Regions from separate parts of the Mus musculus genome. Here region 1 is linked to region 2. The links are chromatin contacts, called in public Hi-C maps. All regions are on one chromosome and are shown on one strand. Each heading gives the region's core, a stretch centred on a gene start, on an enhancer-like site or on the middle of the called end of the contact. The rest is flanking DNA. Distances are from core to core; before and after follow the strand shown. Region 1 has its middle 10 kb from the start of Gm31117. Region 2 overlaps Prex1 (phosphatidylinositol-3,4,5-trisphosphate-dependent Rac exchange factor 1).

Region 1 (5,683 bases), core at 919-3,418, 110 kb after region 2:
GGAAGGTTTCTGGAAGGTGGGATAGCCTGCAGTCTCCTGCAGTGTCACACAGCCCTGGGTTTGAGTTCTAACTTCAGCACCCCTCTGCTGTGTGGCTGTGGGAATTCACTCTCCCTCTCTGAGCCTTGACCTGTCTCCACCTCTGCAGACCCTTGCAGGGGCGTTGCAGCGATGGTGGGATGCTGTGGAATTGCACTCAGCTCCCTGCTGAGGGCCTGGCGTGAGGAGGGATCCTCCGAGCCGGCCATCCTAGAAACAGAAAGAAAGCCTTCCCAGAAGAAATCAGTGGGAATTGAAAGGGACTTGAAGAGAAGAGGAAGGAACAAGTGTGGTCAGTGACAGCTGTGACCGGGGAGAGGGACTCTCTCCAGGGAGGGGGACTGCCTACTGAGGACCATGGTGCCCATGAACAGTGGCGGGGACCGGCCTTAGGAAGAACGTGGTCTGTGACAGCGCATCCTGGGTACCTCACTCCTCTTTAAGTTCTTTGACTTTGGGGCAGGTATGCAAAGCACTCCCCACAGCTGTGTCACTATGGTCACTTTAGAAGCCAGACCGGTCCCTTTCTGGGGCTGTCTGGGGCTGTCCTGGATTGGAGCATCTGGCCACTACATCCATGGTTTCTGTAGACATCAGCAGCACCCTGCCCCCATCCGTAACAACCAAAAGCAGCTCTGGAGGGTGGTTCTTATCCTGCTAAGAACTTGAGCCCAAGGCTTGGAGAGAGATAGGTCAGCAGTTAAGAGCACTGGCTGCTCTTCCAGAGGTCCTGAGTTCAAGTCTCAGCAACTGCATGGTGGCTCTTGTACAACCATCTGTCATGGGATCTGACAGTGTACTCATATTAAAAAACAAAAACAAAATTTAGGCTCTAAATCTAATTAAGCCTCACAGTCAACGTGGGACCATAATGATAGCAATGCTGCTACAGCGCTGCTATGAATGGCAGCCATGAGGACTGGCCGCCTCCTTTGTGGCACATTTACTGAGCATTCACTGTGTGCTAATGGCTGTCGATGCAGTATGCATCAGCTGGTCCAACCCTACAGCCCATCTCGTGTGGGTAATGCCAGCGCCAACACCGACGAATTTAACGTCCTGAGGAGACTCTCTCCAGATTTGATCAGTAGCTCCCCGGGACTTACAGGAGACTGAGAGGAGACAGCTTTGGTGGAAGACCCCCCCCCCCAGTTTTGAGGGTTCTTAGTCAGTAGTAGAAGGAAGTGAGAGAAAGGGGGGATGTGGGTGTTTACCTCTTCTCACCCTGTTAAAAACCTGAGCTCAGGGCTGGAGAGATGACTCAGAGGTTAAGAGCTCTGCTGCTCTCCCAGAGGTCCTGAGTTCAATTCCCAACCCCCACGCCCCCGTGGTGGCTCACAACCATCTATAAGTGAAATCCTATAAGATCCAGTTCCAGCTGGGCGTGGTGGCCCACGCCTTTAATCCCAGCACTCGGGAGGCAGAGGCAGGTGGATTTCTGAGTTCGAGGCCAGCCTGGTCTACAGAGTGAGTTCCAGGACAGCCAGGGCTATACAGAGAAACCCTGTCTTGAAAAACAAACAAACAAAAAAAAAACCCCACAACAACAAGAACAAAAAAAGATCCAGTTCCCTCTTCTGGTGTGCAGATGAACGATGTACATGCAGACAAAACACCCACATACATACATACATACATACATAACTACATACAATCTTTTTTTTAAAGTGGGGGAATAGCTCAGCAGTTAAGAGCCCTGGCTATTCTTCTAGAGGACCCAGGTTCAATTCCCAGCAGCCATATGGCCACATGGCAGCTCACAACCCTCTGTAGCTCCAGTTCCAGGGGATCTGGCACCCTCACACACACATACGTGTGTAGTGAGAATTTGGTTTCTTTTTCTATTTTTTGGTTTTTTGAGACAGGGTTTCTCTGTGTAGCCCTAGCTGTCCTGGAATTCACTCTGTAGACCAGGCTGGCCTCGAACTCAGAAATCTGCCTGCCTCTGCCTCCCGAGTGCTGGGATTAAAGGCGTGTGCCACCACGCCCGGCAGAATTTTGGTTTCTTCAACAGAACAAAACAGAAATATGAATGTACTTTCATCTAAATCCCAGGTGTGGCGCTGCGGGGCTGCTTTGGACTGCCCACAGCCTCGTGCAGGGATGTGATTCTGCCAGCTGCTGATAGTTTCTGTGATTGTGTGACATTTGGGATTCTAGGGACTTTTCAGAGAGTATAAAAGTGCTCGAGCCTGGAGAGGCATAGCTGGTTTTTAGTTATTGTTGGTTGTTGCTGGTTGTTGTTGGTCATGGTTTGTTAAGTAGTCACGCGCAAAGAAGAAATTGGATATCCTGCTAGCAGAGATCAAAGTTACCCCAAGGAACTCAACACCCCTACTCAGCAGGAAGTAGTCTAATGACAATGTCACCCTTTTCTGATCCCTGACTCTATTCAGGGATCTTTCTTTTCCTCTCTATCCATTTTTCTCCCTTATCCAGTGTTAGGGGATTGAAAGAGTAGAAGAAAGAAAAACCTACAAAGTAGCCAAAGACAGCTGCATACATGCAGGCAAAACAAAACAAAACAAAACCAATGCATATAAAAATAAATACACCTTTAAAATGTTGCCTCTTCATGCACACATGTGTGTGCACTGCATGCATATGTGTCACGTATACATGTGTATATGTGTATGGGCATTATGCATCTGTGCATGTCCAGATATGAGCATATGTGTGTGTGTATAAGATCTTCAGTAGCTGATGTGTCACAGCTCTGACAGGACATTCATCCATGAATCCCCTCCCTTAGGCTCCTTAAAGTTCCAGTTTGCATCACAGGGCCCCAGGTTAGCTCTGCTTTGCAGCTTCTCTTGGTCCCATATCTCACCTCATCCTGTCCCCACCCCACCCCCGCCTCCCCACCTCAACCCAACCCCACCCCCGCCCCCTTCCTCCTCCACCCCCCCCCCCACCCACAGGGCAGCAGTTTCCTCCCACCACCTGGTTGTTGGCTGTTAATTGCCTCACTTCTGCCACCCATGGGGCATTCCCTGAATTACACTCTGTGGGGTTCTGTTTCTCTGATTGGATACCTGATCATTAACTAGAGTTTAGCTTCCTAGGACAAGGTGACCAATCAGAATAATGAACTCTTGGCAACATGTAGAACAGAGCAGCTAGCCATGGAAATGCATGTTTGACTGCCAGGGCTTCTGACTGCAAGTGACAGAAAAATAACACAATGCTGTAAGAAGCAAAAAAGAACTAGTGGGTGTTTTGTTGTTGCTGCTGTTGTTGTTTTTTAAAGTTAAAGGAAGGGCTGGGGTTAAAGTTCAAGGATGGGCCCCAGATCTTCTGTCAGGATATTTGCCTGCAGCTCTTTGCTCTGTGTGGACTTTATATTCTCTGTCTCTCTGTCTCTCTCTGTGTATGTTTATGTATGTGTGTGTGTATGTGTGTGTATGTATGTGTGTGTATGTGTGTGTATGTGTGTATGTATGTGTGTGTATGTGTGTACGTGTGTACATGTATGTGTGTATGTGGTCATGCACATACTCATGCATTACATGTATATGACACAGGTCATCCATAGGTGTGTTGTATCCTTTGTCACTCTCTGCCTTATTTTTTGGGAACATGGAGCGCATCGGTTGGCTAGCCTGGCTGGTCAGTGAGCCTCGAAATCCTCCTCATCTGGCTTCCAAGTGCTGAGACTGCAAGTAGGCAGCACGATGTCAGCTTTTTATGTGCACCCCAGGGATGCAAACTCAGGCCCTCCTGTCTTCACCTCGAGCTCTTTCCTTGCCAGCCGTCCCTCAGCCACTTCTCTCCCTGGCAACAGAGATGATGCCGGCAGCAGCAACTGTCTCAGTACAAAGACCTCCTCCATCCGTCCGTCCATCTGTCCCAATCCGAGGAACTCTCAGGCTGGGTGCCTGAGGGTCAGCTTGTGGGCCTGGTCCTGAGTCAAGTGCTGTGTCCTGTGCGATGGGCTCATTTTCTCCTTATGAAAAGACCGTGGTATTTTATATCACACCAAACTGGACATTCAAGCTGTTCTTGCCACAATAGTTCCCTAGCCACACCTCCATCTCTCCAATGGATCCATCCCTCCACAACCATTCCATGTCCATTAGGCCAAAGATCCTGGTCCTCTCCCTTTTTAACACTAATGGGGCTGAAGAGATGGCTCAGCCACTAAGAGCACTGACTGCTTTTGCAGAGGACCTTAGTTTAGTTCCTAGCACCCACATGGGGCAGCTCACAATCACATGAAACTTCAGCTCCAGGGTAGCCAAGGCTCCTTTGCAGTCTTCTCTATCCTCAGACACAAGCAAGGCAAACTGTGTCTCCATACCTGTGCCCAAGGCTGGGCTTTGGCTCAGTGAAGTCCTGCCACCATCTACTTGGCATAGCTGTGGTCTGCATTTTTGGGGTCCAGATGTAGTTCCGAGGCCTCTGCTTCCTCCCTCTCAGGGTGTGCAGACACCGATGTACACCAGGCTGTACGCTGGGCTAGAAGGGTGGAGCAGAGCCTGGGACGGGTGGAGCTCTGCCTGATCCAGGTGGGGGTGCTTTTCTGGGGATACTAATGTTGCAGCTCCTTTAGGTGAAGGCCTTCTCCGATGATTTTCAATGAAACAGTTCTCTAAGACTCTGAGAACTTCTTAGTGTGTGCATATTTCTTTATTCTGGGTGGGCTTGTACACATATACTTCAGTTGGGTGAGCCAAAGGTTGTATAGTTTTGGGGAAGGGGGTAAGAATATCCAGGGTGGGCAAAGGTCATTGGCTGAGGGCTAAGGCACTGATATGCCTCATTAGCATAGGGAGGCATCCCAGAAATCTCAGGTGGGGGGCTATGTGACATTCCTCAGGTGTGGGGTCCTGAACACCCACCCCAGAAGAAGAAGCCCCGCTGACAAAGGGAGTCCAGCATTTTGTACTGATCTCAGGGCTATCAGGAAATGTCAGCCTTTGACCTTAGCAGCAGGGTTTCCTGACATCTGCCTGTTTTATTTTTTAACTCCTCCACCACCAAAGCAGCAGGGATGCTTGGAACCAGGCTTGCCCTTGTTGGGACTGCATCCTGCAGATGCTCAGAGTCCAGAAGAGGACATCTGATCTCCTGGAGCTGGAGTTAACAAGTGGCTCTGAGCAGGCCAGTGTGGGTGCTAGGAACCAAACTTGGGTCGTCTGTAAGAGCAGTGCACCTCTGCAAGCCAGCTCAGCTGAGCTCTCTCTCTGGCCTTACTTTGTTCCTAATTCATGGACAGATGATGACCCATCTCTCCACTGCACTGAATTTTATTTACCATAGCTCATAGCGGACATGTGGGGCCTAAGCTTCTCTACTTGGAGTAAATAACCTTGTGTTTGTGTATGAGATTCTGTTTCTTGCTCTCAGTTCTCTTGGCTAAATAGTCAGGACTAAGGTTGCTGGGTCATATGGTGGATTTTTTTAAAATAAGGATTTTATTTTTATTTTGTGTACGTTGGTGTTTTGCCTGAATGTATGTATATCTGTATGAGGATGTCAGATCCCCTGAAACTGGAGTTACAGACAGTTATGAGCTACCAAATGGGTGCTGAGAATTGAACCTGGGTCCTCTGGAAGAACAGCCAGTGCTCTTAACTGTTGAACCATCTCTCCAGCTCCAATCCAGAGTTTTCTGATATCAGCTCTTCTTCGGGGCTCATGC
Region 2 (6,127 bases), core at 2,517-5,016:
CACGTATGTACGTACATCTGCCAGAATGGCTTAAAAGGCAAATCGACAATACCAAGTGTTGTCAGGGATGTGAACCACCAATCTCTCAGATCCCACTGGTGAGAAATTTAAGTGACCCGGCGCCTTTGCAAAGCCGCCTGCAACTTCACACGCTGCTAAGCACTCAGAGCCCACACAGCCTAACAACGCCACTCCTGGTGTCTATTCTGGATACACGAGAACTCATGTTCACAAGCAAACAGTGCATACACTCTTAACAGCGGATGTCCAGGTCAGCCAATGAGGAGGGACTCTGTGTCCTTGGGTGAATGTTGAACCGTGGGATGGTGTAAGCTCTAAAAGGAACACACTTGACACACGGAGACCCCGGCTGAACCCCAAGTGCTACCTGCTGGGACTCAGAAAGCTGTATACCATGTGAGTCCCCTGTGTGCAGTGCACAGCCTCCTTTATGTCCCCACGACATTGTCTACAGTGAAGCATATATTTTTAATTTTCTAGAAAAGACAAAACTATGGGCCATGGGAAATAGATGAGTGAGTGGCTGTGGAGGAGGAACAGACCTGAAAGCATGGCTCCTCAGAGGCCACAGAAGGTCTGTGGAGGATAGAGTTGCTCTCTACGTGGGCTGCGGTGGGAAAGAACTCCACACATGTGACGTAATGTGCATACACACCATACATGTACACACACACACACACACACACACACACACACACACACTTAACCCAAAACATCCATCTTTACTATTTTCAAATTCTAAATGTTAAATCTGTTTAACATACCTCACTCTGGGCTTTTCCAAACAGAGCTACAACTTGAAGGGAAGATGAAGTGAGTACAAGGAGCCCTCTATGCAGGGCACTCAGTGAGCCACAAGCACACAGGTCACCTGACCTTGGGTGCTAAGTCCCTTGGGGATGAGCTGGTACTGCACTAGGGCAGGAAAAGCTCAAGGTGTGCCTAACAAACACAGAAGGGACATGAGAGGAGAACCCTGAGCAGGCCCAAGAGCCCTGGGGTCAGAGGGCTCGTGGGGGCGGGGAATGCCGAAGACACAGAAGAGCACACAAGGCCAATTCATTCCCGTTAAACAAGGTATAGGGAAGGTTCGAAGGCAGAGGTGTCTGGGACAAGATTGGGGTCTAGCTGGGATGCTGGGGAGAAAGCAGCCAGAGCGACCCCAAATCCCTGGTGTGAGCAAGGGCAAGGAAGGAGTTACCTGTGCAGGCAGGAGCAGGCCAGGGAGGAAGGGATGCTGAGTACTGGCTGAAAGGGAAGTCAGAGGCCATCACAGGACCTACCCAACACCTTGTCTCAAAACAAGGCAGAGGGGGAGAGGGGGGACAGGGAGCTAGGGAGGGATGAATCAGACCGGTTAGTAAGTTCTGGACTGTTACAATAAGGCTGCCATGTTCTTCCATAGTCCAGTGCCCCCCACCCCCATCCCTCACGAAAAACACCCTTCATCCAAGAATAAAAGAAACACCAGGAGCTCAGGCACTCTTTGGAGCAAACGCTCTGGCTGACTCAGACCTTCCTCCAGAGTGACAAACTCCATCCTCAGTGAGCTGTCTGGGGCAGGCATGTGACTGGAAAGACAATGCTTGGCATCCACCACAGAGCCCAACTCACAGGCACCAGCTCGGGCTCTGCAAGCGCCCTGGATGGCACTGTGAAAACTGCTCACACTTTATCCAACACAAGCCATACCTACCCTGGTGGCTCTCAAATTGCAGAACTTATCAGCTTGTTCCTATGTTAATCAGGGTGCCGGGGACCTGCTGTAAAAACACTTTAGGAGCCAGTGGCTCTGCACAGACTACAAGTGGCGGCTGAGGATCGAGTTTCTGCAAGGTGCTGCCAATAAAATCGCAGTGGTCCACTTTCCCAGCAGGTCTGTGGAAGACATCAGCGAACAGGCTGCCCATGAATGTGGTGACAAAAAAAAAAAAAAAAACGCTATGTCGCTGCCAGCGCTCCTTCCAGCTGACAGAATTTCAAGAGCTTTCGGTGAATCAAAGTCACATTTGCTGGGAAAGCTGGCTGAGCCTGGCTACCTTGAAGATACCTCAGCAGGAAGGAGGCGACGTCGCTAGCCACTGCCCCTGCCTTTTGCAAACCCGTGTCCTCCACAAATGAACACAGAATCCAGGCATGTGCTTGACACGGGTGGAAAGAACCCAGGGGAGGCGGTGGCACGGGACTGAAGAGGGGGTAGCGACGATGTACCCAGCTGAGAATGCCTCCATCCCATGAGTCTGGCTTCCCAAACTCCTATAGGCCACTTCCAAAAGAAGTTGTGAGGGATGAACAGATGGCTCAGCGGTTAAGAGCATTTGCTGCTCTTGACGAGAAAAAAATAAAGACAAAAAATAAAAGCCCTTGAAGAGGTGACCATCAGAGCCCTCACTAGGGGCCAGTGAGATGGCCCAGAGGGGAAAGACGCTTGCTGCCAAACCCACAACCTGAGTTTGATCCCTGAACCCAGTGGTAGAAGCTATTCTCTGACTTCCCCCCACACAAGCCAACAATGTGCGGCATACAAACACACACACACCCCTGGATGGATAGGTGGATGGATGGATGGATGGATGGACAGACACATGTGATAAAAAGAAGAGGCCTTCATGAAATAACTCTTATCAAGGCCCTGTGAAGGGCAACTCCACATTAGGGTGCCTCCAGCACTCCTGCAGTGTTATCAGAGAAATCATGCATTCCCCAAGAGACACTAATCAGCATTAAATCTCCTAACCACCACTGATGACAGCCAGAGAACCAGCTGCTCTCAGGCCCTCAGCTCTCTTCCTCAAGGTGAAGGCCTCACTGGGCCCCCTCCCACCCAGACCTCAAGCCCCCCCACCTCCCTAGAAGCCCCTCCCTGAGGACAAAGCCCTGGCTTCCCTCAGGCCGTGGGATTCCACCAGAAAAATCTGACTGGATGGACAGAGCCGTGAAGCATGTCTCTTTGCTACCTGGCCCCTCTGTCACCTGTCCCCAGCAACCTTGGCTGAGTGGGGTTGGCTCTCAGCTCCCTGCCTGCAGCCGCTACGATGCTGGCAAAGCCGTTCGGTGTACACTTAGATATTAATGACATATAAATCCATCTCAGCGGAGTTCATACTTCTAAAAAGTGATGACTGCTTTGCCTGTCAATCAACCACTCACCCAGGGTCTCCTGAAACTAGCCAGCTGAAGACAGAAGGCAGGGACATGCTAGCCCTGTCCCTATCTCTGGGTCAGAGTGACGATACCAGGCAAAACTCCACTAGACTCATTCATAAAAACTGCACTGCTGTCTACTCTGCCCAAGAACCTGGCTTTGAGGTGCCCCATTTGGTGGTGCAAGGCTTGGCTCCAGGCATCAAGCTCACCACCAACACCCAGTCCTTCGGAGAGCACAAGCCAGGTCGTTTGGCTCAGACTTCTGAGCCTCCCTCCCTCCAGCCAAGAAGCACTCATTCCCTTGGCTGGCTGTCTTCCCTCAGCTTTTATTGCTGATCTTCAAGTTCACCAACCAACTCCTTCTCACTGGACAATGACCCTCGTGCGTGCAGGCACACAACCTCAGGTGTGAGTCCTCACTCTCCACTCTATTTGAGGCAGGCCTCTTGGCTGTTTTGCTGTTGCTGATGCCAGGTTTGCTGCCCCGTCCCCCAGCTTCCAGAGCTTCTCCTGCCTCTACCTCTCATCCCCCAGTAAGAGTGCTGGGTTCGCAGACACTCCTTCATCTGGCTGGCGTTGGGTCCTTGGGCTTTGAACCGAAGGTCCTCATGTTTGCACAGTAAATGCTTTGACTCGTGTGCCATCTCCCTGGCCCATCGTCTGACGTTTTAGATCTAGTACATCAGCAAAAAAGGCCAGAGTCCAGGGTTAGAATAGGAAAGATGAAGCTTTCTGAGGATAGACAGAGCTGTGGAGAGAGAGAGAGAGAGAGAGAGAGAGAGAGAGAGAGAAAGAGAGAGAGAGGGAGGGGGAGAGGGAGGGGGAGAGAGAGAGAGATCAGAGAGGACAGGTGCTGGAGCAGTTGGGACTAAGGGGCCCTGGGGACAGGGCTGCTCCAAACGGAGAAAGGGGAGGGACCAGGTGAGACCCAGGAACAGAGGCTTGAAAGAAATTCCCCGTGGGAGGGGTGTGGGGCCACACTAGAGGTGGCAGGGTCAGAGACCCTTTGCAAGGACCAATGAGCAATGACCACCCAAAACTATACTCTAAGTGCCCTGGAAGTAGAGTCCTCCTGCAAAGCCCTCAGTACCTGGGGCCCAAGGTGTGACAAATGATGAAGGTCTGGCAGAGAGGTGGTGCAAGGGAGGGAGGAAAGGAGGGAGGAAGGGAGGGAGGGAGGGAAGGAGGGAGGGAGGGAGGGAGGAGGAGGTGTGAAAGAGGGAGGGAGGGAGGGAGGTGTGAAGGAGGGAGGGAGGGAGGTGTGAAAGAGGGAGGGATGGAGGGAGGGAGGGAGGGAGGTGTGAAGGAGGGATGGAGGGAGGTGTGAAGGAGGGAGGGAGGGAGGTGTGAAGGAGGGATGGAGGGAGGTGTGAAGGAGGGAGGGAGGTGTGAAGGAGGGAGAAGAGGAAGATGGGGCAGGGAATTTGACAGGTGAGGGGTAGAAAAGCAGCTCACTGACCCTGAGCCTTCCTAACCCCTCTCCCACACAGACTCATTAAACCTCAGTGGTGAACTGAGTCCTGGATGCAGTTGGCCTCTGAGGCCTCACTGGGGTCCAGAAATGCTCAGGAAACGCTGCACAGCACTGGCAGGAGGCCGTTCCCATGGCCTCCTTCCTCACCATGGTGATGGACGGCAGTGGCACCATCTGAGCGTCTGAGCACATTCCTCCTTCCTGCTCACCCTGGAGACAGACCCCCATGTCCCTACCTTCCCTACCGACTCCTAAGCCCCGCCCCCTGCTATTCAGAACCCTGTGAACATCATCCGTCTGCCAATCCAGTGACAGCCAGTTCTGTGTGTCCAGGGATCTGGGTCTACACTTGGCAATGGTTTTTATTTCACACGTGTTTGAAGGACCAGTGAGGTGGCTCAGCAGGTAAAGGCACTGACTGCCAGGCCTGACAGCCTGAGTTCAATCCCACAGAAGGGAAGGAGAGAGAGAACTCAGGGTTGATGGAGAAAACCCTGGCTCCATCCAACACATGAAAGCAAAACAGTTTGACACCGAGTTCACCCTCTGGCCTCCACGTGCATGCACATACATGTGTATGTGCACACTCATGTTTGTGCACGCGCGCGCACACACACACACACACACACACACACACACGCGCGCGCGCATCAAAAAAGCCTGAAAATAAAACAGGAGACGCAAAGTGGGTCCAAAGAATGTCCTAAAAAAGCAAGGGTGCCTGAGGGCAGCTGGCAGCCATCACTGCCATCCACAGGCCTTGCCCCTTCTAGCCACATCCTCTTCCTGCTGCTCCAGATTACAAATTTATACAAGAGAACAAACTGCAGGCTGGGGAGGGGGCGGGGGAGCGGGGAGGCAGAGGCAAGCTCTCCTTTAACCCCAGCATTTGGGAGGCAGAGGCAGGTGGGTCTATGAGTTTGAGGCCAGCCTGGTCTACAGAGCAAATGCCGGGCCACCAAGAGCTACACAGAGAAACGCTGTCTCAAAAAACAGAGACAGACAGAGAAAGACTAACCTTGAAAGGGGATGGGGCTGAGGGATTTGCCTCAGTGAAAAGGGTGCTTGCCCAAAAGCAAGCAGATACAGCAGAAATGTCGGCTGTTCAAGGTCCACACATATGGCAAGCCTGAAGCCAGCCTGGGCTAGAGACTCTACCTCACAGGAAAACAAATTGTAAAATCTGTAATTATAAGGAATCTTACAGGCAGGTCTGGAATCTGGGGGAAGATCTGAAGAGGCCCCTGGAGAGAGCTACTTGCAAAATGTTTTAGAAATGAGAAAGGCCCGGCAAGGCTATCATCACCTAATGGTACACGGCTACACTGCTACAGTCCGATTTTGAAGAATGATCAAAACACATCTTTTTCCCCAAACATCACAGATGACAAGTGGCCACCAGATGCTGGGGACAGGAAATACGGTTGTGGTTTATTTTCTTTGTTTTCAAAAATTAGTGATGCCATTTAAAAAAAAAAAATCCAG

What was found. A called contact is a pair of places that touch in the nucleus more often than the background predicts.
Region 1: a contact with region 2 is called in a Hi-C map of the G1E-ER4 cell line, with 6 times the contacts expected there. The contact joins two enhancer-like sites. A contact is called at or near these places in 11 of 39 promoter capture datasets (the 3T3-L1 cell line, 3T3-L1-derived adipocytes, the C10 cell line and 7 more), 3 of 15 datasets of contacts at CTCF or cohesin (embryonic stem cells, large pre-B cells and stem cell-derived epiblast-like cells), 29 of 484 Hi-C or Micro-C datasets (the 63-12 cell line, CD4 T cells, CD8 T cells and 14 more), 19 of 115 datasets of contacts at active chromatin or transcription factors (CD8 T cells, the HPC-7 cell line, T-cell acute lymphoblastic leukemia and 11 more) and 1 of 9 other capture datasets (embryonic stem cells).

Annotation. Positions count from the first base shown.
Region 1 is chr2:166,773,448-166,779,130 of GRCm38.p6, forward strand. No RefSeq gene overlaps it. Among named protein-coding and RNA genes, the nearest start is that of Gm31117, 10 kb to the left of the region's middle. Within about 2 kb of position 2,169, at least 21 of the 459 cell types and tissues checked have an H3K27ac peak or open chromatin away from gene starts, as enhancers often do. A contact at or near this core is called in CD8 T cells, the G1E-ER4 cell line and T-cell acute lymphoblastic leukemia, where this site is marked.
Region 2 is chr2:166,666,380-166,672,506 of GRCm38.p6, forward strand. The region is part of intron 1 of Prex1 (phosphatidylinositol-3,4,5-trisphosphate-dependent Rac exchange factor 1); the gene reads right to left. Among named protein-coding and RNA genes, the nearest start is that of Gm50596, 33 kb to the right of the region's middle. Within about 2 kb of position 3,767, at least 48 of the 459 cell types and tissues checked have an H3K27ac peak or open chromatin away from gene starts, as enhancers often do. A contact at or near this core is called in CD8 T cells, the G1E-ER4 cell line and T-cell acute lymphoblastic leukemia, where this site is marked.